Regions from separate parts of the Zea mays genome. Here regions 1, 2 and 4 are each linked to region 3. Evidence: chromatin contacts called from public Hi-C data. All regions are on one chromosome and are shown on one strand. Each heading gives the region's core, a stretch centred on a gene start, on an enhancer-like site or on the middle of the called end of the contact. The rest is flanking DNA. Distances are from core to core; before and after follow the strand shown.

The links. Hi-C and Micro-C count contacts between places; a contact is called where the count stands out from the background.
Region 1: a contact with region 3 is called in a Hi-C map of leaf, with 2.6 times the contacts expected there. The contact joins the promoter of LOC100383265 here to the promoter of LOC100285416 in region 3. A contact is called at or near these places in 13 of 25 Hi-C or Micro-C datasets (bundle sheath, ear, endosperm and 3 more).
Region 2: a Hi-C map of endosperm shows a contact between it and region 3, with 2.1 times the contacts expected there. The contact joins the promoter of LOC732770 here to the promoter of LOC100285416 in region 3. A contact is called at or near these places in 6 of 25 Hi-C or Micro-C datasets (bundle sheath, ear, endosperm and 3 more).
Region 4: a contact with region 3 is called in a Hi-C map of endosperm, with 1.8 times the contacts expected there. The contact joins the promoter of LOC100276531 here to the promoter of LOC100285416 in region 3. A contact is called at or near these places in 9 of 25 Hi-C or Micro-C datasets (ear, endosperm, leaf and 3 more).

Annotation. Positions count from the first base shown.
Region 1 is chr3:179,426,463-179,429,162 of Zm-B73-REFERENCE-NAM-5.0, reverse strand. LOC100383265 reads left to right here and starts at 1,320. Exons shown (of 10, transcript NM_001175925.1): 1 at 1,320-1,565; 2 at 2,089-2,236; 3 at 2,388-2,539. The coding sequence starts at 1,368.
Region 2 is chr3:179,489,762-179,492,585 of Zm-B73-REFERENCE-NAM-5.0, reverse strand. LOC732770 (probable ion channel POLLUX) reads right to left here and starts at 1,280. Exons shown (of 12, transcript XM_008676553.4): 1 at 64-1,280. The coding sequence starts at 678.
Region 3 is chr3:179,271,773-179,274,526 of Zm-B73-REFERENCE-NAM-5.0, reverse strand. LOC100285416 (embryogenesis-associated protein EMB8) reads left to right here and starts at 1,267. Exons shown (of 14, transcript NM_001158309.1): 1 at 1,267-1,783; 2 at 1,975-2,064. The coding sequence starts at 1,533.
Region 4 is chr3:179,082,197-179,085,145 of Zm-B73-REFERENCE-NAM-5.0, reverse strand. It overlaps LOC100276531 (glutamate-oxaloacetate transaminase4), which reads left to right and starts at 1,684. Exons shown (of 10, transcript NM_001150297.1): 1 at 1,684-1,854; 2 at 1,999-2,215; 3 at 2,403-2,496; 4 at 2,597-2,700. The coding sequence starts at 2,036.

The DNA.
Region 1 (2,700 bases), core at 71-2,570, 150 kb before region 3:
AACTAGCGATAAATCTATGCGACATGGCAGGAGGTGATGGGTGCCGGCCATGTGCTCATGCATCGTTTGATGTTTGGTTCTGAGCATAGATCTTTCAACAAATATTTTTTTATTGAAAGTACCTTTTTTGTTTGCGGGACATGCAGCTAGTGTGACAATTCACACGAGTGATACAACGGAGTAGCAACTGTAGAGATTAGAGGTCATAGATCAACACATAAACAGATCTAGTAACATGCAGTTTCCCTTAGAAAACATACTCTTTTTTAGGGTAGTGAACTAATTTGTTAACCAGATTTATGTGTTTTATCTTTTTTCTTCTTCAAAATCCACTCATATGACTCAGCTACTATGATGTGATGAGCATACAAGTATACTGATGAGGTGGAGTTAGAAATGTCATTGCATACGAGGGACTGATTTTTTATTTGTTAGCTCTTTTAAAAAAATCATTGACATTTGGATCTCTTACATTTTAGTTTTAATGTACTTTTAGTTCTATACTTAGGGCCTCTTTAATAGGGCTCTTTCTCTGTCTCCTCCAGCTCTGGCTCTAGATTTGTCTCTTCTAGAAAAACAGTTCTCTCCTGATTTTCTAGAAGGGCTCTAGAAGAAGCTCCCTGCTTAGCCCCCTTTAGCTGGACGCCTTCTCCTTTGGCTCTTCGTAAAGCCATACCAAATAGTCTTAAAAAAACAGCTCCTCATCGAAAGCCATCAAAAAGCCAGAGCCGTTTTGCTATTGGGAGCCAAAGCACCAGAAAACAGGCTTCTACCGGTTCCTTCTATCCCATACACTATAATGTTTCACGAAATTACATTCTCTATCACCGTCTTTCGTGAGAAACTGTTCAAATGAATTGTAAAACGTCTCTGGCTCCTTTAGAAAAGCCAAGAAAGCGGAAGAGCTAGGGCCGTTTTGAGAATAGTTAGAGCTGTGCCAAAGAGAACCTTAGTTGGAAACACAGTTCCTCGCGTAATTGTGTAATTTCTTCCACACCTCTTTGGTAGTTTTTTTGAAAGAGCCCTTAGAAGATCTTCTGTAGGAGACATACGGACCTTACGATCATGGATCACAAATACGATGTAACATATCTCAGCATTATTTTATAGAGAAATTTAAATCTATACCATTAAAAAATTATAAACTTTATATATATCATTGCTATCTCATATACATGTAGGATCTATATGAGTCAATCAATGACATATGAAGCTAATAATAATATATATCTAAAGTTGTAATCTTTAATGTTATATATCCAATCATTTCTATATTATACGGTGTCAAGAGGTATGCTTCCGCAGTTCCGCTTCAAAATTCCGGTGAAAAAGGAAGACGACAGCTCCAGACCCCTAGGCCCCTAGCCATGGCCGGAGAGGCGGGAAAAGACCCCCAAGCGTGGCTAGCCGCCAACGAGACGGCGTCGGCCTTCCTCTCCCGTTCACTCTCCTCGCGGCCCCCCATCACCCTCCCGCCACCACTGCACCGCGCGCCTCTCCGCCCGGGCAACGTCGTCGAGATCGCCGGCCCGTCCAACTCTGGCAAGTCCCACCTCCTCCTCATGGTAAGCAAATCCACACCTCCTATACTCCTTCGGTCCAAAATATGATGCAAATGGCGCCAACCTGGTGGCGAGCTCGCAATATTACTGGAAGTGTCACCACTCACCAGTAATGGTCGCCGAGAGTATCGTCATAAAATCAGAAATCATTTAAGCTATAATTGTGTACGAATACAACGTTGGTTAAGTTCTATACTTATAACTGGAGATCTGCAGGACTTTTAGGAATGTCGGCAATTTTGATAGGCTACAATAGTTTCTGACTCTGGTGATGCATACTTGTATATCTTCAACGAACACAGCTGTTCCATCCTCTTGGCGCTTGCTCACTTGCAATGCTTCATACTGGAAATGAGGAAACCACTTTGGTTTTTGCATTTTGATACTGAGTTCCTTTAGAAAAAGAATATATAAGCATGAGGCTCTTATGTGGAAAAGCAAAACACTGGGACCAATTTATCGTTAAAATGGCATCCTTGTTCTAGTAGAATGGAACGACTAACATAGAGTAAGTTTCGTATCTCAGGCTGCAGTGCAGTGCATATTACCAAAGGAGTGGGAGGGAATCTACTTTGGGGGGCTGGGGAGGGCGGTCATGTACTTGGACTTGGACTGCCGATTTGATGTGCTACGGCTGGCTCAAATTCTGAGGAATCGTATTGCAGAGGGCTGCCGTAAGTTCCACTCACATACTCAAATTTGTATCCTTAACTTGCAGTGTTGTATATTGAAGAGCCTGGGTTCAACCTAAACCTTTTTTATATATTCTAGAATTTTATCAATCTGCACTGCATATCTTCATAGAGCCCCTTTCACATTTGACAGGTTTAGCACACCTTAGAAATGGAGACCCTGAAAATGATGTCACTAAAGATGAGTTTCAGTGTTCTCTTCAAAATACACTGTTTTCTGATTGTATGCAGCGCTTCTTGTATGCTCGATGTTGCAAAAGTCCTGAATTCATAGATGCTTTGAAGGTAAGTTCTCTGTGTTTGCGGCCATATCTCAGGAAATCACTACCTGGTTGGCATGCTCATATATTCCTCACTTGCTTGAGATGGTGTATAAAAAAACAGAAATTTATAGCAACTGGTCTACCTTAAATTGCTTACTGCTAACCTATAGAACCATTGGAATT
Region 2 (2,824 bases), core at 31-2,530, 220 kb before region 3:
ATCAGTCGTGAAAGTTACGACCAGCTTTTATGGCAGGCAAACGATACAGCTAGCATGACTCACGAGTGAGAGATACGGAGAGAGATCAAATCGCGGAGCGCGTGGGGGCGGGAGCGTAGGAGGAGGCGTCCTCCGCTCCTCAAGCAGCGCCGGGCGCTTCACCACGGAGGCCAGGCTCTTCTCCTCCTCCCGCTGCGACACCGCCACCCTCGGCGGCACCGGCACGGTGGGGTTAGCGCTTCGGCGTTCGGTAGTCGTCGCGGTCTGCTGCTGCCGCGGCGGGCGGGGGCGCGAGGCGTGCGGACCTAGGAACGACGGGTAGCACCAGTCCCGGTCAAGCACGCCGCCGTTGGGTGCCGCGTAGGAGGGGTCGTCCACGGCGACGGTGAGCCGCCGCGGCGCCGAGGACGCCCCCGCCGCTGACGCCGTATACGGCGGGAGGGGCGCCGTGGAGGAGCGGCGAACGAGGATGCTGTCCCTTAGACCGCCTCCGCCGCTTCCGCCTCCTCCTCCTGCTACCCTATCAGCGGCCAATATGGAGGCTGCAACAGAACCAGAGATGGTGCGCGACTTGGTGAGCTGCGGCCGCGGCGGGCGCGGGTCAGGGTTCGCCCCGTCCCCGGACCTTGGATCAGGGCTCGGACTCTGCGCCTCGCTGCCACCATCGCTCTCCGCCATTAGCACTAGCAGCGAGCTCGAGCTCCCCTCCCCTCGTGGTAATAATAAACCACACCCAAATGGCCCTTTAACCCTGCGATGATTACATACCCGCCCCCACTAACCCCACTTCACCAGCGACTCTGACCCGCGGGCCACCTCTTAGCGTCCCTACCTGTAAGACACACCCACCGCGCGATGCGGAGCCGTTTGGCCTTTAGCTAATGGAGGCACACGTAACTGTAAACCGCTACAGCAAGTCGAGATCAAGCAGGGAACGGCCGAAGCCGAACAGGAGGAGGCACAACCAGGCGGCACGGCAGCGCGGCGATCGCACGGGAGTCACGTGCGCGGCCGCAAAGGCGGCCGATCGCGTGATCGCCCGTGCCGCTCTGCGCCTCTGCCCCATCGAACACCCACTTGGTCCTACACTCCTACCGGCCTATCTCCACAGTCCGTCAGTCCCTGCGGGATCCACGGCCACAGCACAAGATCTTCGCGCCGCTGTTGTTCAGCCGGCGAGCATCCAGATACCACCGGAGTACCGCACCACGGTGGGGGCGGGAGGGAAGCCGATGTGACCGTTGTTTAGACGGATTGTGGTTACAAATAATCATGCCGACATATTACATTACAAACAGCATGCACGTTATTAAAGGTGTCAATGGAGAGCCGATATCCATTAACTCATTAGGAATTCTTTTATAAGGGTAAGTTTAGAAACCCCATTTTTTAAGATTTTTATTTTTTAAAAGAGATATTAGTTTATTTCTCTTGTAAAAATGGGAATTTCTTGGAAAAAAGAGTTGGGTATGTGGGTATGGGTACGGGAAATCAGAATTCAAACCCGATTAGTCATGGGTAATATTTACCTAGTAAAATAAGTGTGCATCCCAATAGTAAATAAACTCAACAACTAACTCTATTTCTACCAATCTTTTAGGTAGTGTTTGGTTAAGCATCGTCGACCCGTTGTTTTTGTTGTTTTGCATAGTTAGACAATGTTTTCTTGTTACATGTTAGATTTATGTGATGTATTGTTGTTGGGTGTCGTGTGGCTATTAATGTCATATAAAATACTAGGTGAGTACCCGTGCGTTGCAACGGGGACATATAATAACATGATAATTGTCAGTGTTTTGGGTCCGACCGCACACCCGGGGTTGCCCCTCAAGGTGTTTTTAGGAGTAGGACGGTGTTGCCGACTGTAGCTAAATGGTTCGTGCTGGACGCACGAGGAAAAATGGATAGTGGTTTACAGGTTCGGGCCGCTTTGACATGCGTAACACCCTACGTTCTGGCGAGAGTGTTTTACTTGGTGGGTTACAAGAGAGTTCTCTGACCCTGAGAGCGCAGAGAATTGGGTGGGTGGCTAGTAGTGAGTTCGATCGTTCTGAAGGGGTGCCCCCTAGGCCTTATATATTCGACCGTGGGGCAATACATGCAGATATGATAACAATGTGCACCTAAGAAATAGTGGACTGATTGAGTCTATCTTCCTATAGTTCCGCCGACTCATCCTCGCTTGGTTTCGCTGTACGGGGTTCCAGCGCGGGAAGGTCGGGTCTCTGTTGTGATTACTCGCTCGAAGTCGTTGGGCCGTCTGGATTCGCGTCGGTTCGGCCTTGTGTCAATCCGCTTCACTGGTCATTCCTCCCCAGGCCCACGAAGGGATGACCTTACGATTTATTGGGCCCTTGGGCCTTTCGTGAGGTCTTTATCCTTCCAGTGGACCCAGGGGATATCTGTCCCCCACAAGCCCTCGATCTTTGGGTTGATTTTGAAATAATCGGCCCAAAGATCCTAGGTCCAGCTTGCGATCTTTGTTTGTGACAGGAAATGTTTCTCTGGGTAATCCGATAGAAACGATTCCTTACTGTCTCCTTCTGCTCTTATCACTCGAAAATTGGTGTTCTGTCCCAGACTCGCGCTTCGGAGGTCAGCATTCCGTACTGTAGGACCTTGAACTTCATTGGGTGCACCTTTGGTGCACCCAATGGGTGTAGCCCCCGAGCTTCGAGTGGATTTCTGAAAATAATCCACTCGAAGGTCTTCACTTCGAGTATTATCAGAAATCATTTTTATTTTCCACTTGTACTTTGTTGGAGGTCTGCCTTGTTTTGATTTTGCCCTATGCTTTAGAGGTCAGCATTGTCTTGATTTAAGA
Region 3 (2,754 bases), core at 18-2,517:
ACGTCCGTCCCGTCGGCACGGCGGGATCCTGTGCCGTGGGGCGCAGGACGCGTCCCGTCGACCACGCGGAGCCTTCTGGCGCGCGGGACGCGTCGGAGCGGCGGGCGGGAATCTGCTGCCCCGTACGCAGTCCCGTCCGTCCCGTCGGCAGTGCCAGGCGGCGGGATCCTGTGCCTCGGGGCGCGGGGGGTGGGGGCTAGGCGGCGTGTTTCTGTTGGGCGGCGGGCTTCTCCGATCCGATAGGCGCAAAAAAACGATTCGGTGGATTATAATGACAATGTTGGGTAATTTCTAGGAAACTTGAAAGAATAGTGGGAAAGTGGGGAAAAAATAATCTGAAATAAGTACCTCCTCACTTGCTTATGGATTATCATAATCCAAGGGGTTAGATTATATAATCTGGACAAATAAGCTGGACTGTTTATTTGCCTTTTAAGATTATTTAATCCAGATTATATAATCTGGGGGTAAACAAACAGACCCTTAGATAGACAAACTTAAGAGAAGAACCATTGAATTAGGCATAAGATGGGCAGTACGGTGGACGGAAAACTGAAGTAGGGTAGTATCATACCGAGTGATAGAAAAAAATGTAGAACACGATTATTCACAATATATTATACTATTTTCATTTTTATTTATTTGTCATCAAGTAGTTTAAATTTGTGCTAACTAACGATATATATTAACGAACAGATAGAGTATAATATGTTTTGGTAGTATAGATTAGTTTGACGTAATATTGATACTATTCATTTTCCTCCCCCGTTCGCATATATTTGGAGAAAAGTTAGATACAATCATGTACAATAAAAAGACGCAAATCTTTATTCTTTTTATTTCGTGTGTGTATATATATATATATGATTAACAAATAATTTGCACTTGCACCTATACATTCTGTTATTTTATTGCATAATAGTACATATACATAGCGTATCTTTTTAGAATACCATACTGACTCTAACAAATAGAATTGCAATTATGTTTTACGACTTCTGAGTTCTGACACAGTGGAACTTCACGTGGACGGCTGCTCAACCGGACAACCGCTCGTCTTGGCCGCACACACCTACGAACGTGGACGCTGGCCTCTGTAGAGTGGGCCCGAACATCGGATCTCCTGGTAGCTCACGTCGTCCCGCTTCGCGAGTCCCCGACCCCGAGCGGCCGAGCCCGACGACGTCAACGTTGTGGCCCCGACATGCATGCCCCACCCGCGCCACCGTCACTTCAAAAGACAAGGGCGTAATAATCGTCCAGGCCAGGGGACCAGGAAAGCGCTCTTTGCATCTCCGCCGGTCCGTCCACGGTGTGAATCGCGTGGTCCGCCGAACCTCAGAATAGCCGCTCGAACCGCTTCATAACTCCCACCGCACCGGTCGCCCCGGCGCGCCGGCGAGGTGACCTACTGACCTCGACGAGCGCGCGACGTTGACCGGGGCGTGCATCCGGCCGCATCTTGTCCTCGTTCCTTACGCAGAGGAGCGCCGCTCCAAAATCGCAGAACGCCAAGGCGGGCGTAGCGAAGGATGTCGGAGGCCGTCGCCGCAGGCGAGTCGCCCGTCGAGCTGCTGCTCCGCGCGGCGGCGATGGTGCCCGCAGAGCGCTACGCGCTGGCCGCCATCATCGTCGTGTCCGTCTTTCTGTACCGCTTCCTCGAGCTCCATGTTATCGGCGACATCCTCCGCGGCTTCCGGGGCGGCCGCGTCGAGCTCACCTTCCACCCCGCCTCGGAGATCTACCACCGCGTCGCGTCCAAGTGCCGCTTGCTCCACGGCAGGTATGGCTATGGGCCCTCTAGGCCGGATCGTCGTAGTGTAGCGGTAGTACCAGCATTGGGCGTGTTTGGTCAACTGTGATGGAATTTGCAATGTTGTGTTTTGACTTCTGAAACACGCGATGGATTATTTCCACTGTGTGATGAATAGTTTAAGCTGGGGGTGATATGGATTTGTGGTATTAATTATGCAGGTATCTGGCGACACCATGGCTGGCGAGCCCGCATTTGCAGACATTGTTCCTGGGCATTTACGGGACGCCGCCTTCATTCACATACAAGAGGTTATATTCGTTACCCAGGAGAGAGATACATTGTGCAGTTTTCCCTTATTCACTGTAGCCATTTAGATGAACAATGGACACTATCAAGAGTTTGTTCTTTCAAATATGGTAGCGTCCCATGGCCATATTGCAATATAATTATAATTTGTTTATGACATCGACACGATCTTCAGTATGACACTTTGCCCAGCATTTTTTTGGAAATATGTGACTACTACAAATGAATTATTATATAGTATGGGAGTACCTTTTACCTTAAATCTAATAACATTGGCCTTTTTCTTATATATTTATGGTCAAGTTAAAAAGTTTGACAAAACAAGAATCATAAAAAACACATCTGAAACTGGAGTAAGATCTAATGTCAATAAGTCCATGATGCTTCTATTTTGCTGTGGAGTGGTATATGCATGTCACAATAAGCTTATATGAGCGGCTTGAGCGCTGCAAGGATTTCTGGGCATTCTTGCCTTCACCTTTTCAGCTCCATGGATGAATTCATCAACGTGTCAAGATCATTTTAGTCACTCCATTGGTGTTTAGGGAAATTTTATGGTTTCATAATTCATATGGACCTTGCATTAATGAAAAGAAAAAGAAAGAAAGCTCAATAGGAATAGTTTGTATTTCTTATTGAAACTAATTGTGTGCTTCCTGACAAGGAGCACAAATGCACAATAGAACTGAGTT
Region 4 (2,949 bases), core at 435-2,934, 190 kb after region 3:
TGTGTTGTTTATTACGTCATATTTGTACATATAAATATGTAATATATATTGTATATGGTGTTTATTGTTATATTGTCAAAACATATAATTTCGAGTAATCTGAGTACCGGGGCATGTTACCTGATTTACCCAATATAATTTCGTGATTTATCTAATATAATTTCGGGTTTTCAGATCTAGTATTGGAACTAGTGTTTGTGTAATTTGGGTTCGAGTAGATTGGTGCAGATTTGAGTAGTTCGGGTTTAAATAACAGGTATTGGTTTTTTTTGTCCACCCCTACCGGCCGGCGCCATTGGCCACGTATACGGTATACCCCTTGGTGAATGGTGATGGTATATTAGTATAGGCATAGCCACGGCCCACAGCCTACATTGCTGGGTTACAGCTGCATCAATTAACTAGCAAGTAATCCTCACTTGTCCCAAAATATGGGCGCGCTAGGAGTTTGCATCAAACGAATGTAAAAGAAAGTGAAGCAGGCCTCGGAACACGGCACAGGGTTGCTACTCTGCAGTATTTTTTTTTTCGCTACCGCACCTGACCTGACAACGGCAATGGATACAGAAAATTCTCGTGGCTCCTCTGACTGAATGCCAAACACGGTGAGGCAATGGATTGCCCGACCAGCTGAGTTTAGGGATGGCAGCGGGTCGGGTTGTGTTCGGGTATAATAATACCCGACCCGATATCATACCCGACCGTTATACAAATATCCATACCCACCAAGCTAATCGGGTAAAAAAATGGACCTATATCCATGTCCACCGGGTACCCGTCGGGTATCGGATATCCAGTGGATATGCTGCTTGCCGGCTAGGTCGCTGGGGTTGTGGCGTTGGGATGCCAGAGGGCAGGGACGCACGTCTCAGCCTCTTAGGGTTAGTCGGTTAGGAGAATAGGAATCAGGAGTACCAGGCTAGCAGGAGCCAACAGGGACACGACGCTTAGGTTGGGTGCTTCGGTGTTGGTGGCCTTTGGGCTTTTTTGCTTTGGTTCATGGGCAGAAGACACAACTGTGAAATTATGAATTAATGTTTCGGGTATCCAGTGGATATCCATGGGTAAAATATATTATCCGTACCCTACCCGACGTATTTCGGGTACCCGACCCGACAGGATCCACGGGTAAGTTTTTCAACCCGTATCCATATCCATCGGGTACGAAACCCGTGGGTATCCATACCCACGGGTCCAATTGCCATCCCTAGCTGAGTTTCTTGGGACTATGGTAGCAGTTGGAGGAGAGAAAACGCAAAGAAGAGATCGAAGACATTAGAGCAACTCCAAAAGAAAATAACGTGTAAACTAACCTAAAACAGATATTAGTTTAGAATAGCGGTTTTTCTTACTCTAACAGCTCCCTCGTCCTTTCCCCAAAAAATCAGCGTCCCACATCCATAACCTACTCTCCCTCATATTTTGGTGTGTTTCATCTCTCCCCAATCCATTCTTCAACGTATCAGATAATCCACAGCCTCTCGACGACTATACAGATTGCGCCACATGTCACATTTAAAGGAACTGTTGGAGTACCTATCATAATTCACTCTTAAAATTTTTTAGCCTACTCTTAATAATCAGTTTTAGGGTAAAATTTTTAACATTCTTTTGGAGTTGCTCTCAGACGTCTAACACCTACCTACCATGCCTACCAACCATCCAGCACCGTAGTCCTCGTCTGACGATTGTACACTACTCGTCAGATGACAACTCAAACAACGTCAGTCCCACTGCTGCTAAAGCTGAGCCCCCAGACCCCCAGCAGCTAGCAGCCGCCTCCTCGTCAGGCCCTTCCTCCTTCACCCTCGCCAAACCCGCCTCCTCCGGTCCGAACTCCGTCTGCTTCATCTGGTGAGCAGCCATCTCAGCAAAGTGTCCATCAGATACACGTTCGTTCGTTTTTTGCCGCGATCGGTTGGTTGCTTCCGTTTCTTGGATCTGAATGAGTGAACTTACCGGGGAACTGTTCGCTTCCATGGATGGCTGCGTCCGCAGAGCGTCCGGGAGGACAAAACACGCGGCGAGGACCAGGATGGCGATTGTGCGGGAGGAGGCAGTGGACACGTCCATCAGCCCAAGGGTGAGCGCGCTGCGGCCGTCCAAAACCATGGCCATCACCGATCAGGCCATGGCGCTGCGGCAGGCCGGCGTGCCGGTTATCGGTCTAGCCGCGGGGGAGCCAGACTTCGACACGCCGCCCGCGATCGCGGAGGTGAGGGGTGCAATTAGCCCGCGGTATAATTTCCTACAGTGAGAATAACACTGAATGCAGTTGTTAAATAAAACATAATCTTTCTAGTTGAACACTTGATTTAGATATTCAGCAAGAATGTGTCTTGTTATCAAATTGGGTTATTTCAGGTAAACATTCTTGTTGCTTACCTAGTTACCTTATCCAGGCCGGGATGGATGCAATTAGGAATGGTTATACAAGATACACTCCTAATGCTGGGACTTTGGAGCTGAGGAAGGCTATTTGTACTAAACTCCAGGGTGTGTGGATGTATGAAGTTATGAACGGACGTCTGTTTTCGCAGAGCTACCTTTCGATCGATGAAACTGAATGACTTCGTGTTTAATTATGACTGTACAGAGGAGAACGGGGTATCCTACCTCCCAGATGAGGTGCTGGTGAGCAATGGAGCTAAGCAATGCATCACACAAGCTGTGCTTGCAGTTTGCTCACCTGGTGATGAGGTGACCACTTTTTCCTGCTACACCGTAGTGCATCAAACTTCTACTGCTGATGCTATATTAGAATCTATATATGTGAGCACAAGTACCATTTTTCCTAGGTCATGCTTTGGGAAGTTGTCGAGGATTATGTTTTTTGGTCTAATTTTAGAATGACAGATGTCTAAACCGAACCTTGTCTTGGGATTTGAAAATGCAGCCTCTGGGAATTAGACTATGTGATTGTGCAGGTATGTGACTTGTGGATGATCG